Linked DNA regions of Mus musculus: regions 1 and 2 are each linked to region 3. Evidence: chromatin contacts called from public Hi-C and Micro-C data. All regions are on one chromosome and are shown on one strand. Each heading gives the region's core, a stretch centred on a gene start, on an enhancer-like site or on the middle of the called end of the contact. The rest is flanking DNA. Distances are from core to core; before and after follow the strand shown. Region 1 overlaps Pdgfd (platelet-derived growth factor, D polypeptide). Region 2 holds the start of Pdgfd (platelet-derived growth factor, D polypeptide). Region 3 overlaps Pdgfd (platelet-derived growth factor, D polypeptide).

Region 1 (4,349 bases), core at 1,735-4,234, 160 kb after region 3:
AATAATTGGTATAACTGTGTGATCTAGGGGGGCAGTTTGTATCATTTCAATGGCTTTGAAATTATTGTATGGCCATCTTGTGAATTGAGGATTTGTATATATAAACCAGACTGTCTAATTATAAGCTTTGAGAGTTTTGATTTCCTTGGTTACTGGAATGTGGGACCGCCAACTACAGGGTTTTATGGCTAAGAAAGAACTAGCAGATCTAGATACAAGCAAACCAGAGCTGGGAACACAGCAATCTGCCACTGTGGGGGCGAGCTAGAGCCAGAGGTAGCAGTATTGTGTCAGGTCAGAGAATTGCTTGAGGTAGTGCAGGAACTTGCAGGTCCTTTTTAATATTTTCCACAACAGGTGGCACCCAAGGTAGACAGTAATGAAGCAATGTCTGAATGGTGCCTTACACTGCTTTAAAATGTATTTTGTTTTCCCTTTTTTTCATCTTTCTGTAGAATGTTTTTATTGTCTTTCTTGCTCAAAACTAATCATTATAGACTGAGTCATATATCCCACATTTTTTATGCTAAAGTTCCAAGTCCCAAGATGACTGTGTTTGAAGTCAAAACTGTCCGGAAAGGTGATGAAAGTTCGATGTGCTGATAAGGGCAAAGCTCTCATCTGGACAGTAGGATTAGTGTCCTTACACAAAGGACCTCAGAAGCCCCCTCTCTCTACAGGAGTAAAAAGGAAAAGTCATGTGACAGGCACAGCAAGCAGGTGACCCAGTGCTAGCCAGAAAGGCTGCCTGACCAGAAATCCAGATTGGACTGCTCTTTGACCTTGACTTTGGCAGCCTTGTGGGAATGGATGGGTGCTGCTGAAGCAGCTACGTCCATAAGGTTTTGTTGTGGCACCCTAAAGAGACTGGTACACTGACTTAGTAACGATTACCTAAGTGATGTATCACTCAGGTTCAGAGAAACACCATTTATTAAATATTTAAAGAGACAAAACCCCATTACCTTCATATGCTGCTGCATCACAGAATATTTAATTAACTTCTACAGGTGTGCACATACATGTGGATACAAAGGCAACATGTCTTTGTGAGTACTGATGTGTGCACCGGTGAAGGAACAGAAGAGTCTGGCAATGGTTGAGGGGATTAGTTACTGATATTGATTCAGGTTCCACCCTAATTTAGTTAATCTCAATTTTAGGAAAATAAAGCCCCTGGTGTGTTGCTGCTCATGTGTTAAAGCATATTTTATGTTGTTTCCACAATACTTCAAGCCAAACCTGGACTGACAAGATGAAAACATTAACTCTAGACGAAGGAATGGTGTAGATTTTGTGGAATGTGAGATTTACGCAATGAAGATGCCTCTGTAGGAAAAGGAACACCAAATTGGGACTATATAATTAAATTTTAGGGCCTTATATGGGGCCAATCAAGGGACCTGAAGTTTAAGACTTATTAGTATCAACATGAGTCTGTCTCTTTAAACCACATTCCTCTCCCTTTTGTGATGATTTGAGGTTCACGAGGATTGTACTCTGCTGCTGTTCACTCAATCGATCAGCAAATGTTCATTGAATACCTCCTTTAGCCCACACACTGCTCTAAAAGCCAGGAAACCAAAGCCAGGGAGTCCTCAACACTATGGAGTTTATGCTCTTGATGGAAGGCAGAGCATGAATTAAGGAAAAGATTTCAGGTAAAAATACATGAGAATACTACACACTTCATACCAAGGCATGTTTTAAATCTGGCTGCTTTTAAACTCACTTCTCCGTTGAAAAATGAAAAGTGCCTTTGGAATAGAATGCTTTCAACAACACAAGAACCCTGCTGTGTCCTGACACACATCAGGCTGTTGAGAGCTCCTGAGGGCATTTCTTGCTTAACCTGGCAATTCTGTGCTGCAGTCCTTTAGGCAACGAGGCTTCACACTGGGCAATTTGCTTGAATTCTCGACAAATAGAAAAATGTACCCCACAAGTTTCCTAGGAAATCATCATATATGACCTTCTCTTAGAAAAAGAACTCCAAGGGATACAGGAAAAGTCAGTTAAGGAAAATAAGACACTAGAAATCATTAAAGGGAATTCAACATAATAGACTGTTGTAGTTTGTACAAACTTGAGTTATAATTACATTAAAGACAATGCCAACATAAATATAGCCAAAAGCTTGGGATATGTCTATTACTTAGTAAAAGATATATGAGTTATATTTCTGTAGTGATTTTTACTAATTGCTTTTAAATTTGGCATCATATAGTAAGCAGGGATTTAAATACTTTAAAGTCTTAACATTATTTTTTAAAAACTAAAATAAAAGTATTATTCTTTTTTTTTCATCCTCCTTCTCCTCCTTCTCTTTCTTTTTTTCTAAAAAAAAAATGACCACCTATAGATGCATGCTGCCCAGAGCCTCTAAATCTTAGGAGATATGGACTGCTGCATAAAAATCTCTGTCAAATCTATAATGGTTAAGTCGCTCAAACAGACAACAGGATTCTCTTTTTCATAGATCTTTTACTGTTTAACACAAAAGAGTAATTATTAAAAATAGTGAAATAAAAAGAGGCAACATTATCGTTGCCTACCTCAAGTTCAGTTGGCGATGAAAATGAAAGCTAGCACTGTTGAAAGTAAGTGTAGTTGCTGATTTCATAAGAAAACATCCCAAATATTTTAACCATGTCATGGGACATGACATAATCTGGGAAATGTAGTTCTATCAGAAGATGATAAGTTATTATTTTTAAAGATAATTGTTGACTTACTAATACAAAACAAAGTCCATAGGAAACATATTCTTGCTGAATTCATGTTTACTACTTTATGTTTATTCAATGGTGCACTTAGATTCCTTCCCACGAGATTGTAACTCTCTTTAGGCGTTTTCAATACAGCAAATCACAAGAAGACTCACGACTCCATATTTTGTTTATATGTCAGGAAATAAAGCAAGGCTAGCTTATTTAAACAAATGACCTCAGGAGTTTCACTGACCTTGGTAATGACCCAGCACTGATAGCAGTCGATGTTCAATGTGTGACTAATCTGAAGTTGCTTAAAATATAAACCTCACAGCACACTTGGAAGACTAACCATCACTAAAATCATTCTAAAAGAAACCCAATAATTAAAACAATATTTACTTCACACCAAAATCAAGTTTGCATACATATTGGATTATATAAATATTTTTAAAATGAATCACTACCTTTCTTTACTTAGGTGGCTAACAAGTTTGTTCACAGTGTCTTTCTTTCTTTTTTTGTTTTTGTATTTTTTTTTTTTTGATAAAAATGATTCAGAGCGGCAAGGGTTGGATTCAATGTCAGCTAAGAGCTCTGAATTCCAAAACCCAACTGGAATGCTTAACATTCTTCTCCAAACATTAATTCTCCATATTACATTGTAAACTTTATTTGATGTATGTATATGTACATGTGAATGTACATGTTCATGTGCATGTGTGTATATGTATGTACATCTGAGTGTGTATGTATACTTGATCAACAGAATGCGTATGGGGGTTAGAGGAGTCATTTCTCTACTTTCACGGTGTGGACACTAGGAACTGAACTCAGATATGAGTTTGCTAGCAGGCAACCTTTCTATCCACTGAGAGATCTTGCCAGATGCCATTAGTCTTAACATGTACAAATATGTCTTCTAGATCTATTTCTTCCTTGTTTCTATCACTTAATGCAGTCATTATTTTATATGTTTGAATTTGTATGTGAGTGTGACCCACACATATATAATTCACATCATTATACTATGTTCTTTAATGAGCCAATGTCCATCTGTCCCTATTCTGTAAGGGTACTGGGATTCTACTTATTAGGAATTCCTCAAAATAACACAGGACACTTCACTCAGGGCAAAATGTTTAAAGTAATCTCATCTATAAACCTTGCCATATGGGGTAACATTTATTAATTATAGCATTAGGGTATTGATTGCTTGGGTCATATATAGCCTGCTACTTAATATATTGTTTTCTAATTTGCTCTAAAATATTTTAAAATATGAGCAGATTTTCAAATGACCTCAAACATTATTTTAAGGGTATATGAATGCACAGGAACTTTATGCCCAACAATTACATGGCTGTCACATACTGGGACTGATCTCTGGTCACCACATCATGGAGGAGGACTACAGACAACATTTATGTTCACACAGTCTGTCTATATATGCACATTGGATCTCAGCAGCTGTGCCATTCCATGAGGGTAATTTTTCACTTCTCAAATCATGATAATGCTTTTCTCCCCTGAAGATTCCTTTTCAATGACTTGCCAAGGAAAGGAAGGTGGCTAACTCATTAGCTCTGTGTCCAAAGATTTGCCAACCAATAGCTGCTCAAAAGCATTTACTCTTGT
Region 2 (3,912 bases), core at 1,246-3,745, 170 kb after region 3:
CAAGCTTCTGAGCTTCAGGCTAAACTCCTCCCCAGTTACCTAGCAACAGTGAAGACCATAAAAAGGGGTGCTCAGCCCACACCTCAGTCTCTTATTCCTTTTTCCTCTCACCTCTCTCATTTCTCACTTCTTTCTCCTCTTTTTCTTTCTTCTCCTCTCTTACGTTCTCTCTTCTTCTCTCTAGTCCTCTCTCTCTCTCTCTCTCTCTCTCTCTCTCTCTCTCTCTCTCTCTCTCTCTCTCTCTCTCTCTCTCTCCTTTCTACCTTCTCTCTTTCCCCAGCATTTCTATAATAAAGCTCTAAAACCATAGAGTCTCCGTTCTGCTCCTTCAAGTTCTGCTGCACACTCTGGTCAGTGTTGGGAACTTCTTCCCTCTTCCCTCTCTCCCAAAACCCTGGTGTCTTTAGCAAAGTTGCTACAGGGGGGGGCGGGGGGGCAGGCAGGGCTGCCCCTTGGCCACCCCCTGAAGAGTGGGATAGAGGAATGCCCACCCAGGGATGAGTGGATAGGGTAGATAGCAGCCCTCCCATGCCTGACTGACCAGAGAATAGGGAAACTCTGGCGGGGTGTGGGCATCTTTTTCCTTCCGTTCTTCCCCAGGACCCCAGTGCTCCCCACCCTTTTTTTAAATTTTGTTCCCAACATACTGAAGACAATATCCAGGAAAACCAACTGCAAATGTGCACTGTACACTGACACTCAACCTTGTTTAGCCTTTAAAATTGAGAGCAAAATCTCTGTACTTTAATTGGGAGGGGGGTCACCCAAAACATACCATCACAATATTTTACAAAAACACTGCTATCCAGTAGGGATTTGAGTTCATAGGCCACACACCTCAACACTTTGGATAACTTGGAGACACTGCACTTTGTTCTACATTCTACCTGTCATCAGAAAGCAATTTCCAAGAGCCTTTTAAGGAAGTCTGAATTTAGAACATATTCAAGAAAGACACTGATTAGTGACTAAGGTGGCTACTATCATGTTACCAAGATGGTTAAATGTTTCTAGTTCAATCAAGCCACTAAGAACAACTCAATGATTTCCTTGATGGGAGGAGCAAGTGGAGTGATATGGAAGCAAGTGGAGGCTCTGGGTACTTTAACCAAGTAAGAGAATGAGCTTCATGTAGGATAACAAAAGCCAAAAATGTCTTGGGATATTACAGGTACCCAACACAAGGACTGTACCTTGCTAGGACCACAGGCTACAGCTGAGGGCCTAAGTTCCAGGAGAAAAGCTCAATGAGGAGTTTCTAGGACCTATTTTTCCCATGTATCTTGCACAGGACAGGAAAACAAGCATGCTTACTCAGTACCTTTCTTAGGACAGCCATTTCAGGAGCTTGGAAAACTTCCGTACAAAGGAAACCAACCAAAGAAGCCAGGTACCTTGTGCTACAAGAACATTCCAGGAACTCTGCCTCCCACACACTTAGTTCCTGACCCTTGTTGAACTCCAAGGGAAAGTCACTTGAGGGACATAAAGGACAACACTGACTTCTTTTGAAAACAAATGATTTATACATGGCCAGTCTGCTGCAAAAATAACCACAGTGTTGAAACGTGTCATCCCTACTCCCCTAACTAAAATAAAAAAATAAATAAGAATTACATTATCCAGTAAAGGCCATTGGACTCCACCGCCCACCACAATGCCAAGATGAGCACAGCCTGCAGCTTTCAAAGCCTGGAAGGAGACACCCACATCCTGGTGTCAACTACTCCAGGACACACACCTACTGATATGATTCTAAGTTGCAGGGAGAAAGCCACTTGACCCCACCCCCCAGTGTACTCCAGCACTTCCCCCAGTGGCCTCCAGGACACTTCAAAACACTCTCTAGTAGTTATAGAATGAGGGGCAATTTTAGCGGGGGGTGGGGGGGGTGGGGAAGGGTGAGGAGCAGGCAGGAGAATCCTTTCCAGAGAATGCCTTCTGAGTTCATTTGAAAAATTCAAAATCGGAGGAGGTGGGGTCTGGTGAATGACCCAAAGAACCTTGACAATAGCAAATGTGACCTTTTCAATGCTGAACACAAATCAAATGAATCGCTTACCATCTCTCCTGAGGTTGGCATTGCGCAAAGCTTTGATGGATGCTCTCTGCGGAGTCGCAAAAGTGTCCGGATAGCAGCTAAAGTTCGCGCACAGGAGAATGGAGACTAAAACGAGCCGTTGCATTTGGGCTCAGCGACCTAGGGATCGCGTTGCTCCAAAAGTAAATAAATAAAGCCCAAAGGGTTGAGTCGGCGGATTTCTACTGCACAGTCCCTCGCCTTCACCGCCTGTGTTGTCCCGGCCGCCCAGTTACTGGCGCTGCTCTCCCAAAACTTCCTGTAAGCTAAACTTTCCAAGCGCGTGTGTGTGCCGCATTTCCTTGTAGCTCTGACTTGATCAATAGGAGCTGGGCAAACAACAGGTTGACGTGGATTCGCCCCCCTCCGGTGGACAGCGGCTGCAGCACAGGCTGCAGGGAGCCGGCGTCACAGCGTCTGGCTCTTCTGCGGAAGGGAGGCTGTGTAGTTGTTGGGCAGTGCGGCTGGGAACAGGGATCCTGGAGTCCTGGCTCACAGTCCCAGCCAAAATAGCTCTGTCACTGAGCATGAGTTTGAAGGTGGTCCAGACCCTTCCCGTCTCCCAGGGTTTTATAGAAACTGGCCAGGAGTAGGGCACAAAGTGGTCAGGAGGAGTGAAAGGAGGATAGAACTTATCTAGAGGTGAGTGGTCAAATCCTCTGACAGCCCACTAAGTGCTGGCCTTGGTTACTGGAATCTGCTAGGACTATTATACTAGAACTCAAATCAACTGAGCAAGGCTTCACTCCACCTTCCACAGGAAATGCAATCACAAAGAAGCCCATGCTGAGTTTGCCTTGAGGCTCAGTTACCAATTCAGGAAGAGAAGCAGGGACTGTTTGAACACCTTGAGGCAAAGGCAGAAGAGGGCTACAAGGAGAGACTTTGTCTCAAACAACAACAGAAAATGAACACACACATAAATAAATTAGATGGAGTGGTGAATGCCAGTAATCTTGGTGTTTGGAGGTGAAGGCAGGTGGGTCAGCGTTCAAGGCCAACCTAAGCAGTATAGTGAACTCCATTTCAGGCCAGCCTGGGCTACGTGAAGACCCTGTTTAACAAAAAACAAAGCAAAATCCTGTGAATATTGTATGTTTTCTAGATTTTAAATATGTTAATACTATAGAAGAAATGAAGGAGGGATATTTGGCCATAGGTTAAAAAAAAAAAAAAAAAAAAAAAAAAACAGTGGGAGGAAAGAAAGCAAGAAAGCACTGGACCCCAGAAATGCAGTGTCTTTTGGTACAAAACACAAATAGAAATGATTTGTGTGACTGTGGCAAGAATTAGATGAACTAATTTTGTTCTATGATTTTTTTTTGGTAGATGAATCTCAATCAAGCATACATATTTCCTCAGCTGTTCATCAGTGACGTTTGTGATACAAAAGTCCCAACATCTTTAAGGCCTGAAAGTCTAGAGAATAGGACATACATGATATTCATTCATTAGAAGTGGCTGAGAAGGGAGGGGGTTATGACAATACAGACTTTACAAGTTACTCTACCACCCAGCACTGAAGAGGATATACATGTGGGTAACTTCATTTCAGCACTATTTCTGAGTGAGTAAAATGGAATGTAGTGCCCTCTTAGTTCTCGATCAAGTTCATGTAAGACGTTCTTGCTTTATGGATATCACTGTTTTATGGGCTGATGCATAAGAAAGTACATGCTATTGATGTGACCGACAATTGAAAAATTTGAATCCCCTTGAAGAAAAAAAAATCTGTTTATACTGTTTAAGTATATAATCTGCCCTGGAGAAAGACACAGAGAAGCAACATAGAAAGTAGGCTCACAGGCGATGGTACAGTCAGCGAAGTACCT
Region 3 (4,519 bases), core at 1,113-3,612:
ATTTCCCACAGTGGCAATTTCTGAAACCATATATGCTCTTATACAGAAACATGTCTCTTAAATCTTGGTGGGCCAGAGAGCAAAAGATTCTTTCTATGTCTGAGAGGTTAAGAAAGAAATAAACTTTGAGGGAGGAAATACTCAGTGATCGAAACAGTTCTAGAAAGATCATGGGTAGGCAGTACCCTAATAAGTTTGGTACTTGGCAATTTTTATGTATAATTTCAGAGAGTGCAGTAAATACATGGCATGTTTGCAGACTCCATGAGGCTTTCCCGATACTGCATGATCTCAGAGTCTTACAGGGAAGAGAATGGAGCTCAGAGAAAAATTGGCTCTACGCCAAGATCTTCAAGCAATTAAAATAAACACCAAGTGCCATTTGTGGACCATGACCAGGTGCTGGATTTCCTGTGACTGCCTCATCTGTACATGGTTTTGCAAAGTGTAGAAAAGAGCATAGTCATTTTACAAAACGTGCAGTTCCTCCAAAGGTATATTTTCTCTAAAGCTACTGTTTTAGGATTTGAGTCTAAATTGTAGGCCAGGTTTGCTGGGCTCCAAAGTCCTTTTATTTTCAATCCAGAGCATTCTTTCTTTTTCTCTGTTTTGGAATTGAATGTTGTGGGTTGGTTCTAATGCTATTTGTGTTAATTTGGCTGCTTAAATTACACAGGAACGGGTATGTGCACCTGTACAATGCTAAGGGTCCCCATCCCCAGTTGGCTTTGATTTGTGAAGTAAAGGTGCAGGAGGCTAATGACTGGGCAGAGAGACAGAGGCGGGGCCTGCAGATTTCCCAGGCAAGAGAAGCAGGAGGAGGAGGATTAGAATCTCTATGACAGGGGAACAGAAAGATCCAGCCTGAGAGATGCAGGGGAGAAAGCATACAACATGTAAGAATCAGGATAGAGGGATCCCAGTGGCTTCTCCCCTGATTGGGTCTGGAGTAGCAGAAATGGAACATTCATATTGAAAATAAGGCTGCATGTCTGTGTTTTTCTTTCAGGAATCCAAAACATTTGGGTGGGTGTAGGGGAGGCACTCTTGCCTGCCGGGGAGTTTAGAGCAGATTAACTCACTACTGCTAAAATTGAGGGTAAACACTTTTAACACTGAAATTTTTAATCTGGTGTTTACTATGGTTCAAGAAAAAGAATGAAGATGATCATGTTTTAGTGACTTGTTAGAAAAGAGGTCTACTGTGGCAATGGTGTTTGCAATGCTTCTGAGTGTCTAACTTTTAGAAAGGATTTCAGCACCTATCTTCTCCGGCCTACCTGACCAGTGCTTACTGGTCAAGGGCTTTATAAAAATACTTTCACCCAGGGATTAAATAAGCATCTAAAGAAAGCTGTAAGCACTTGGATTTTCAAATATTTACTACCTCAGTACCTTTGGAAACTTCTTGATATTACTTATTTACTATATACATTCTCCAGTTTCTTGTACTTATCACTTACATTAGTATACAAATTAGAATGAAAAGTTTTAGGTATTAGAGCAAAATATCATAAGTAAAATGAACAGAATTGATATTAGCTCCTCCGACACTGGTTAGGAATGATCCCAGAGTTACAACAGCTAACTGTCTAGGGTCTGTGGAAGTCATATACTTTACATTGTATTGCTTTTCATAACTGAATACCAAGACAACTGCTTCACTTAATTTTTTTAAATTTTTATTAGATATTTTCTTCATTTACATTTCAAATGCTATCCCGAAAGTCCCCTATACCCTTGCTCCCACCCCACTCTGCTCCCTTACCCACCCACTCCCACTTCTTGGCCCTGGCATTCCCTGTACTGGGGCATATAAAGTTTGCAAGACCAAGGGGGCTCTCTTCCCAATGATGACCGACTAGGCCATCTTCTGCTACACGTGCAGCTAGAGAAACAAGCTCTGGAGGTACTGGTTAGTTCATATTGTTGTTCCACCTATAGGGTTGCAGACCCCTTCAGCTCCTTGGGTACTTTCTCAGGCTCCTCCATTGGGGGCCCTGTGTTCCATCCAATAGATGACTGTGCTTCACTTAATCTTAAAATTCTGACAGGGAGCAATACAAGCCAATCTTAGTACATGTTGCCAAGGCTTGGAAATTCTTTGGAGAGGAACATACTTTATTAATAATTCATAACTTTTAATTTGGAATATACCAACACATTTGCCTATATTTTATACCTTCTCAATCCTCCCTCTCTCCATTTCTCCCCCCATGCGCGCGCGCGTGTGCGTGTGCGTGTGCGTGTGTGTGTGTGTGTGTGTGTGTGTTGCTAGAGATTGAACCCATGTCCATGCAGAGTTGAGGCAAATGTGCTTACCACTGAGCTGTGATCACATAACCACAGCCCTGATTTTAAAATTTCATCACAGCACTTACACTGGGAACAGGCTTTCTTCTTTGCCACTGTGTGTTGGGTGTTACTATGACAACGTGTGTCATTCTGAAAAAAAATAAACAAGTTGTCCTTCAAGAAACAAGGAGCTAGGTCTCATTTTTGTTGTTAATCTCCACAAATCTCCTCTTACTTAGCGTCCAGTTTAGCATAACCTAGGGCTGATTACTTCTTAATGTAGAAATGTCTCATTTTATTTTATGAGCCTAAAGAAATACACACTGCACCTAAGTTCATAGGTTTTTCATTTAAGTGAATCATAGTTTAGTTTTACTTAAGCCACAGTGGTCATGCATTGACCTCAGTGACATTTGGCAGCTGCTAGCAAGAACATCCATATAATTTCCCTTATTTTACTTTACTCATAGCTACTAGAAAAAGTAAATGAAACTTGAATTAGAGAAGATTTTTTTTTCTTTAACTTTTGTGTATCTGTAACCAAAGTACAAGATTGATATTATTGATTACAATTTGGGTTTTTGGAGCTGTAGTTGCCTACAGATTTCAATTCTACATGCCACCCCTGTTATATTACTCCTGAGAAACCGAAAGTTACGTCTACTAACTTATATTCTCTACTGTCCACAAGCAGTACAGCCAGAGTTTGAGCTTATCTACCTGGGAGGTGGAGAATAGGCTGTCTCTATGGAACTATAGACATAGTTATCTGTCCCAAATCTCCTCTCACTCATTTCAAGCTCTTTTGTGGACAAGAACAGCTCAGTTTCATCTACTCTCCCTCCCACCAGAGAAAGCAGAAGTAAATAATAACATTGGATTTCTCAGTATAAACTGTTTTTGTTCCAAGTGGAACAAACTGTGGCTCACAACTGTGATCCCAAAACTGAAGGGGCTGAGAAGATTGTAAGTGTTAGTCTGGCATGGGCTACAGAGACTGTAATCTCACACATAGACATAAACATAAACATAAACAGAATACACACACACACACATACACACACATACATACACACACACACACCAGGGTGTGTTCTTATAAAACAAAAACAAATTCCCTGATCCTGGAATAAAAACTGTGAGACTAATTATTCATTAATAGATGTGTAGATCATAAGCACTGGCTCATTCTCTAGCTAACTCATAACTTATTTAACCCATTTGAAGTATTCTATTTCTTTTACATGGTTAGTTACCTCTCCTTCAGTACTGGCCCATTTTTTCTTTTGAGTCTTCCTCATAATCTCACCCCAGCATTTCTATGGACTCTCTCCCAGTATCTCTCTTTATTGTACCTTGAGATCAGTTATCTGCTGGTTTATTTTGTCCTGCTGCCCCACCATCATCACCCCAGGTCCCAGGCAAATCTCCATTTTATTCTGTCACTATTTCCCAGAATTCTCTCTCTTCCTGCCAATGTCCCACCTCCTATTTCCTGCCTCCGGTAATTGACCATTGGCATTTTTATTGACAGGTGATGCTTATAAGAGGTTCTGACTGATTACTGTGTGAGTTTTTGTTTCAGATGTTTCTTTGTTACATTTTACTATATGTTTTCTCTATGCATATTCTGATTTTCTAGACTTGTCCTCCTTAAAACCATGAAAAATACTACTTTCTGATCCCTGTGAAAACCAGAAGAAAAGCTGCTAGAAAATTACTGAGACTGATTGCACAGTCCTATATGCCAGGTTCAGAGGTGCTGAGACAGTAGGACTGTAATGTCATTGCTTTCCTGGCCTATGAAGTGACAATAAGGCTACCCAGGGGAATTCCATGACGTCCTGCCTCAAAAGGAAGAGTGTTTGCCCAGCATTGACAAGGCCCAGGCATAACCACTACTATCTTGAAACAGAAAGAAATTCTAGTTCTTTTCCTGTACAATATTATTAATATTTTATAGTACCAGTGGGAAAATATTTTGGTTTTATCCCAAAGGAAGGGGTCTCCTTTTCTGTGTTCACTCCTTATTCACTATTCCCCTCCTCAGACTCTAGAACACAGTCTCAGGTTTCTATTTTCAAGTTCTAAAGGCAGAAAATACCAGCTGGAATATCAAACCCAACTTCATTTTCTCTGTGATCCAAGCAGGTGGTTCAGTCTCAGTGGGATGACAAACAATTAACCCAGCAGGTTTATGAGGCAGTGGTAACTTGACAGGGTT

What was found. A called contact is a pair of places that touch in the nucleus more often than the background predicts.
Region 1: a contact with region 3 is called in a Hi-C map of cumulus cells, with 2.7 times the contacts expected there. The contact joins two enhancer-like sites. A contact is called at or near these places in 4 of 484 Hi-C or Micro-C datasets (adipose-derived mesenchymal stem cells, cumulus cells, embryonic fibroblasts and 1 more).
Region 2: a contact with region 3 is called in a Micro-C map of granulosa cells, with 3 times the contacts expected there. The contact joins the promoter of Pdgfd here to the enhancer-like site in region 3. A contact is called at or near these places in 4 of 484 Hi-C or Micro-C datasets (adipose-derived mesenchymal stem cells, cumulus cells, embryonic fibroblasts and 1 more) and 1 of 9 other capture datasets (adipose tissue).

What each region holds. Positions count from the first base shown.
Region 1 is chr9:6,185,631-6,189,979 of GRCm38.p6, reverse strand. All of the region lies in intron 1 of Pdgfd (platelet-derived growth factor, D polypeptide), which reads right to left. Among named protein-coding and RNA genes, the nearest start is that of Pdgfd, 19 kb to the right of the region's middle. Within about 2 kb of position 2,984, at least 1 of the 459 cell types and tissues checked has an H3K27ac peak or open chromatin away from gene starts, as enhancers often do.
Region 2 is chr9:6,167,069-6,170,980 of GRCm38.p6, reverse strand. It overlaps Pdgfd (platelet-derived growth factor, D polypeptide), which reads right to left and starts at 2,495. Exons shown (of 7, transcript NM_027924.3): 1 at 2,063-2,495. The coding sequence starts at 2,186.
Region 3 is chr9:6,340,939-6,345,457 of GRCm38.p6, reverse strand. The region is part of intron 5 of Pdgfd (platelet-derived growth factor, D polypeptide); the gene reads right to left. Among named protein-coding and RNA genes, the nearest start is that of Ddi1, 77 kb to the right of the region's middle. Within about 2 kb of position 2,362, at least 11 of the 459 cell types and tissues checked have an H3K27ac peak or open chromatin away from gene starts, as enhancers often do. A contact at or near this core is called in granulosa cells, where this site is marked.